2 separate regions of the Mus musculus genome follow, and region 1 is linked to region 2. The links are chromatin contacts, called in public HiChIP or PLAC-seq maps. All regions are on one chromosome and are shown on one strand. Each heading gives the region's core, a stretch centred on a gene start, on an enhancer-like site or on the middle of the called end of the contact. The rest is flanking DNA. Distances are from core to core; before and after follow the strand shown. Region 1 has its middle 10 kb from the start of Gm5108. Region 2 has its middle 15 kb from the start of Gm15477.

The links. HiChIP or PLAC-seq counts read pairs in DNA pulled down with a chosen protein or histone mark.
Region 1: a contact with region 2 is called in an H3K4me3 HiChIP or PLAC-seq map of the SCID.adh cell line, with 17 read pairs. The contact joins two enhancer-like sites. A contact is called at or near these places in 1 of 39 promoter capture datasets (pre-B cells), 8 of 484 Hi-C or Micro-C datasets (CD4 single positive thymocytes, the G1E-ER4 cell line, the HPC-5 cell line and 3 more), 3 of 115 datasets of contacts at active chromatin or transcription factors (the SCID.adh cell line, bone marrow-derived dendritic cells and intestinal villus epithelium) and 2 of 9 other capture datasets (adipose tissue and liver).

The regions. Positions count from the first base shown.
Region 1 is chr5:67,929,829-67,933,027 of GRCm38.p6, reverse strand. No RefSeq gene overlaps it. Among named protein-coding and RNA genes, the nearest start is that of Gm5108, 10 kb to the left of the region's middle. Within about 2 kb of position 1,402, at least 46 of the 459 cell types and tissues checked have an H3K27ac peak or open chromatin away from gene starts, as enhancers often do. A contact at or near this core is called in the SCID.adh cell line and intestinal villus epithelium, where this site is marked.
Region 2 is chr5:67,863,272-67,866,188 of GRCm38.p6, reverse strand. No RefSeq gene overlaps it. Among named protein-coding and RNA genes, the nearest start is that of Gm15477, 15 kb to the left of the region's middle. Within about 2 kb of position 1,453, at least 23 of the 459 cell types and tissues checked have an H3K27ac peak or open chromatin away from gene starts, as enhancers often do. A contact at or near this core is called in the SCID.adh cell line and intestinal villus epithelium, where this site is marked.

The DNA of each region.
Region 1 (3,199 bases), core at 153-2,652, 67 kb before region 2:
ACAAGGTAAGGTTTCTATAGTCTACGAGAAGTATCACTAACTATAGTCATTCCCCATTGCTTATACACGTTCACTTTAATGCCTAAGAAATCACCAAGAGAACAAGACATCTAAAAGCTATTCGAATTCAGGCCTTTGGGTCACATATCACTATCCACAGGGAGACTTTACCTCCAAAGGATGGGACACTCAACATCCACATGGACAGGATAACTCAGTTACCTAACCTCTGTCACCAGCGTCTCTGGTGTTCAGAGAGGAGCTGTGAGTGATGGGGTTGGTGGTCTAGCTATTGCCACTGCCAAACATCTAGCCAGAGGTAAGGACTAACACTGTCACAAATCCATTCTAGCCTTTGGGGGAGGGAAGTCCACAGACTGCTTTTGGAAAGAACACATTCCATCTGACTGGACAGATTCAAGGGACAATTTCATCATTACTATCCCTACACTCCCCAGCCAGCACTATAGCCAAGAGATCACAGAATATTATAAACCTCACATAAAATCACCATGAGGCCAGGTATCCTTAAACGGAGCAAAGAAGCAGCAGCAGTGGCCACGTGGTTACACCATCCACTGCTCCTACCACACACTGCCATCTAAGCTCCTGGCCCATGGAACACTCAAAGGACCCCGTGAACAGAACCTACCTCTTAGGATGTGGTATTGAGCCTATCCCAGTGCACTAGTCCTGAGTTCATAGTAGTGCTGCAGCCTGTTTACTTTGGGATCCTTACACACGGAGGTGTCAAGCAAACAAAAGGGCTACTATACTACCAGAGATAACGGAGTACAATTCTTAAGAGGAATTATGATGATCGCAAGAGACGAGGGGTGTGGAAGAACAAGGTGAGCATTCAGGTGCCAGTCTTTCCAGAAAGAAAGCAATTCGGCCCTGGTGATGACTCAGACACCTCAGAGATAAAGATAAATTGCCGTTCTAGGCAATGCACTCTGGCTGGTGGAAGTGTTAACCAATGGGAACTGGAAGAGAGAATAGTCAGTGAGGCAGGGAGTGGTGAGTACTAGCCATGGCCCTGGGATAACTGATGTTGCAGCTGCTAGAGCCCATCCCAGTAGCCCTGTTGTGCTCACTCAGAGTCCTGGACAAGCTGTACCAAGGTCGATGTGTGTCTAAGCTCAAAGGGCACATTGTGGAGAACACTATTGCTGCCCCACCCACATTGTGTAAACAGGGCAGGGAGGAAACCCTTTTCCTAGCTACTGTATCAGTTGATCACAACTCCTGGATACTTCTGTCTCTGGAGAACCGTACCCATAAAATCAGCAGGAAACAGAAGCAATGTCACTTGGGAGGCTGTGACCACTGTCATAAAACCTTGACACTGCTGATAACTATTCTTTCACTACTTGGGCTGGGAGTGATCTTGTCAGCCTGTTCTCCACAGCGTTCCTCTGAGATCAAAGTGAGGGCAAAACCACTTATTGGTTGTTTCCTTGTTTAACTACTCTCTTTGTCTCTGTCTCTCTGTATGTCTGTCTGTCTCTTTCCATCCCTCCCTCCTTCTCTCCATCCCTTCATCTTTTTCCCTCCCTTACTCTCTCCCGTGTCTCTTCCATGCCTTCCAGATCTGCCCTTTACAAGCTCTTCCCCCTTTCCCCTCCTTCTGTTTTCTTCTCTCTCTCTTATTCTTCTCGTTCACTCTTTGTTTCCTTTCTCTGTCTTTCTGTCTGCCTGTCTGTCTTTCTCTTTCTGTCCCTCCCTTCTTCTCTTCCTTCCTACATCTCTCCGTCTCTCTTCATCCTTCTACCTCCCTCTCATGCCCCTTCCATGCTTTCCAGATCGTCCCTTTACACCCTCTCTCATTTTTCCTCCTCTCTCCTTTCCCCTTTCTTCTCCTTCTCCTGTTTTTCTCTTCCTTTCATTAGCTTTCTGTCCCCCCCACACACACACACACATCTTCCCCTCCCTCTATTTCTCCCCCTCTCTGTCCCTCCTTCTTCTCCTTCCCCCTCTCCCTGTCTTCTCCCTCTCTCACTCCCCTCTGCCCACTTCACTTTCCTGTTTTCTTCAGTTCCTTTCCCCTGAAGTTCACGGCTAACCAATTAAATTAAGAACTTCTATCACACCCTTAACTTTCAGAAACTTGATCAAAGACATGTAACCTTAAAACTATGCCTATCTCCACATTATGACAGGAAAGGGGAACTTAAGAAGCTAAATCAAGATTAACATGAAAGAAGGCTCTTTGCAGAAGAAGCCCAGTGAGAACAGCACATACTAAACAAAGCCCAGGAAATACTGATGGGAGGGAGAACGAAAAACGACCTTGGCAGGATGCCTTTTGGGGGTTCTTTCCTCTGCCCAGTAGCCCACATCCACTCTTGGCAGTGCCTTTTCATTTCCTTTCCTGATAATCTCTTTCTATTCTATGCCTGTCTTAGAAGTCATGAATTTTTCTCCATCTCTCCCGGTGGCTGCTGGGCTTTTCCCCTAACTTGTATTACATTTTTCCTTAAATGTTAATAAAAGTAAGCTTCCTTTGAGTCCATTTCTAAATTATTTTATTAATGATATTAAGATACCCAAAAGGGTACCTTAATTTCCCTGGCAACATACATGACTTGTAAAACTTGATGAATTTCTAGCAAATCTCAAACCTAAACAGATGAGTGGACTCTATCCAACTTCATTGTGTACGTATATGGAAATGCCAGAATAAACCACTTATTTTGGACTGTTAAGGTATGCTGATACAACTTTAATATCTAAGGCTTGAAAGAAATTTGTTAAATGTAAGTTTGCAGTTAGTGCAAATTGTATGTTACATTACATTTAATGTCACTCCAATTAAGACACTGGAGTTCATCGAGTGGTGGGGCACTGCTTGTGATATGAGGTAGACAGCTCTCTGTTACATTGACGTGTCTTTACAAAATCATTACTCCAATGGTAGGACCATAGGAACAGTCACATAGAAAACTTAGTCACATGGAAAGCTTTCAGATTAGTTGTGTTACATGCCTCCCCGGAGTTGCCATCTGCAAATGAGAGAATCGCCTTTGGAAATAATTTTTCCTGTACTATGAAATTTATTCTGCTTCTTATTAATCATTGTTCAGGCAGTTTTTTCACAGACCTAACCTATTGCAAAAAAGATCACAGCCCAGCAATGGACTAGGTTAAATTTTTCTTAGAAATGATATATAAAGTCATAGATTTTTCACACACTAAA
Region 2 (2,917 bases), core at 204-2,703:
CTTCCCTGACTTCCATACTTTCCCACCCTTTACGCCTGTATAACAAAGGCTACACAGGCAATAATACACACACACACACACACACACACACACACACACACACACACACTTACAAGTGAGAAAACTGCAGTAAGAGAGGTTAAGTTATGCACCCAATTACAAAAGCCAGAAATAGGTAGTATTTAAAGGCAGAACTCTATCTCCAAGTCTCTGTGCCTAAGAACTATGCTATATCACTTCTCAAAATCAAGAGCAAAGTTTGCACAGCTAAGGCACAGCTCGCAGCTGTCTAGAAAAAAACCCAGCACCGTTGCATGGGAGAGACTTGTTGTGGTTGGTGTCAGTTATCTGCTTGACCAGACTGACTACCAAATTAACAAGACCAAATTGATCTCAGTTACCAGAACACACGTCGGGGTGAGACGGTGAGATATTTCAAAAGAAAACTGACATGTGAACAAAACAAACAAACAAAAAAGAGCAACTGAGGGCAAAGAACTTTCCTGCATATGGGCAGCACCATCTAACAAGCCATGGTCCCAGTAGAATAATAAGTAGAAAAGAAATCCAGTTAGCACGGGTTAGCTTCACTCTGCTTAAGCGAGGGTATGTCTGCTGCTGCTGCCATCCCTCTGGACAGCAGACTCCAGCTCTTCAGTCTTTCTTTCTTTCTTTCTTTCTTTCTTTCTTTCTTTCTTTCTTTCTTTCTTTCTCTCTCTCTCTCTCTCTCTCTCTCTTTCTTTCTCTTTTTTTTAATTTTCTAACATTTTGTAAATGTATTAGTGTTGATTTACCATATTTTAAAAGTACAGAATCATACAAGAATATAAGAAAAATTACTTCCTTTTTCTCATTTTTATTGGATATTTTATTTATTTACATTTCAAACCTTTCCCCAGTTTCCCCTCCCCAAACACCCTATTCCGTCCCCCACCCCCCTGCTTCTATGAGGGTGCTCCCCCACCCAACTACCCACTCCTGCTTCCTCGACATGGCATTCCTCTACACTGGGGCATCTAGCCTTCCCAGGACCAAAGGCCTTTCCTCCCATTGATGTATGACAAGGCCATCCTCTGCAACATATGCAGCTGGAGCCATGGGTCCCTCCATGTGAACTCCTTGGTTGGTGTTGTAGTCCCTGGGAGCTCTGGGGGTCTGGTTGGTTGATGTTATTGTACTTCCTATGGGGTTGCAAACTCCATCAGTCCTTTCTCTAACTCCTCCATTGGGGGCCTGTCCTCAGTCCAATGGCTGTCTGTCAGAGCCTCTCAGGAGACCAGAGAAGTAGATAGAGCCAGAGGGTGCTAACTAGTCTTATGGAGCCAGGGTGATATGATGGCTAGGTTGTATTGATAGCATGGGAGGAAACCAACAGGGATGAACACAGAGGTGTGGTGTCTAGGAACACACACGGTTTGAGATGAAGAGTTAATGACTTACAACAAGGAACATCAGGCAAGCTGAGGTGCTCCCGACAAGGAAGCCAACCTATGGATAAGAACACCTGCTGCCCTTTACTGTCCTGAAGCCACAGGAAACAGATTTACAAGCAGAAGTACAAAGTTCCCATTCCTGCCCTTTAAAACTCTCAAACCCACTTTGGCTGGGTTACATCCTCATTCCCTCAGAGACACTGCTGCCCTTCATGGTCTTAATCAAGGAAATCCAGAGTGGTCTCCTCCTGGGAGGTCGGCCTCCTCTTTCTTTCATTTTCCAGTCACCTCAGCCAATCCCAACCGAACAAAAAACACGATGGGAACATTTATTGAATATGAAGCTTGTAATTTTCTCAGCGCAAGGCCATTCCGGGAGAACAGAACAAAATCCTACCCTCGGGCGGTCACAGTGTCTCTGCTATGTCAGATGCTCAGACAGTTGAATGGACTGTGCAAACAGAGCCAGAGGGGTGTGCAGCCCACTCGCTTTTAGCCGCATTCTGTGTTCCTGAGCACACTGCATTGGCTGCCCGTGTCTACACAGAAGGAGGAAGGAAGGCTCCTTAACCTCGCCTGATGAATTTGACTGAGCATTTGTCAGGACTTTGAAAACTTCCCAATGTCAAAACAAGTGAGCTCAGGCTTCAAGGCTGCAACAAAAGGAGGCAGGCTTCTGAACAGAAAGCTGCAAGACAGATCGATTTCCCCCTTAACTCACTCAGTCTCCAGCGTTTGAATGCCTGCCAAATACGTCAGGTTTCTTCAAGGTGACCAGTACAGCTAACTCACCCTTATCCCAACTGCTACTCGCCAGGATTGTCAAAGCACATTGTACTGGGATAATGACTGTGGTTTAAGCCTATATACATACATGTCTACCTTCTCTGTTTGCTAAACAACCAACCAAAGTGGAGAGCATGCAAGCTTGTCCTTTTCTCTTATTATTTAGGATGAAATATTTATCGTAAGAGAAATTTGGCAGAGTGGCGAGCTCTGTAAATATACTTCTTAGCTACTACTGAAAATTGCATCTCACATTTTCACACCCATTTTCTGACCATGTTACCTAATATGTTATGGAAATAGGCATACAAAAGGAAGGATGAGGATTTAACTCCATAGATTTTTTTTTCTACTATCTGCTCTACAGGGAAATATTAGAAGTGCTCTTGTGTGTCACAGAGAAACATTTCCTCTTACCTACTTATGTCAGTAGCCATGCAAGGTGGCGCTTGCCTATAACCCGAGACCTTGGAATTGCAGAGGCAAAATCAGTATCATTAGTTCATGGGCAACCTGGAGCCACAAGGTGAGACCCTGTTTCAAAAGCAATTGTTTTTTTTCCTCTCTATTTTACATTCATCTGGCCTACAGAAAGTTTCTGGAGCTAGATAGACAATGTTGTTTTTTTTTAATATTAATTTTTGCTAAATGTAATGGTTTTGATCTCACACATCATAAGCTTTCCACATTTCAGTCAA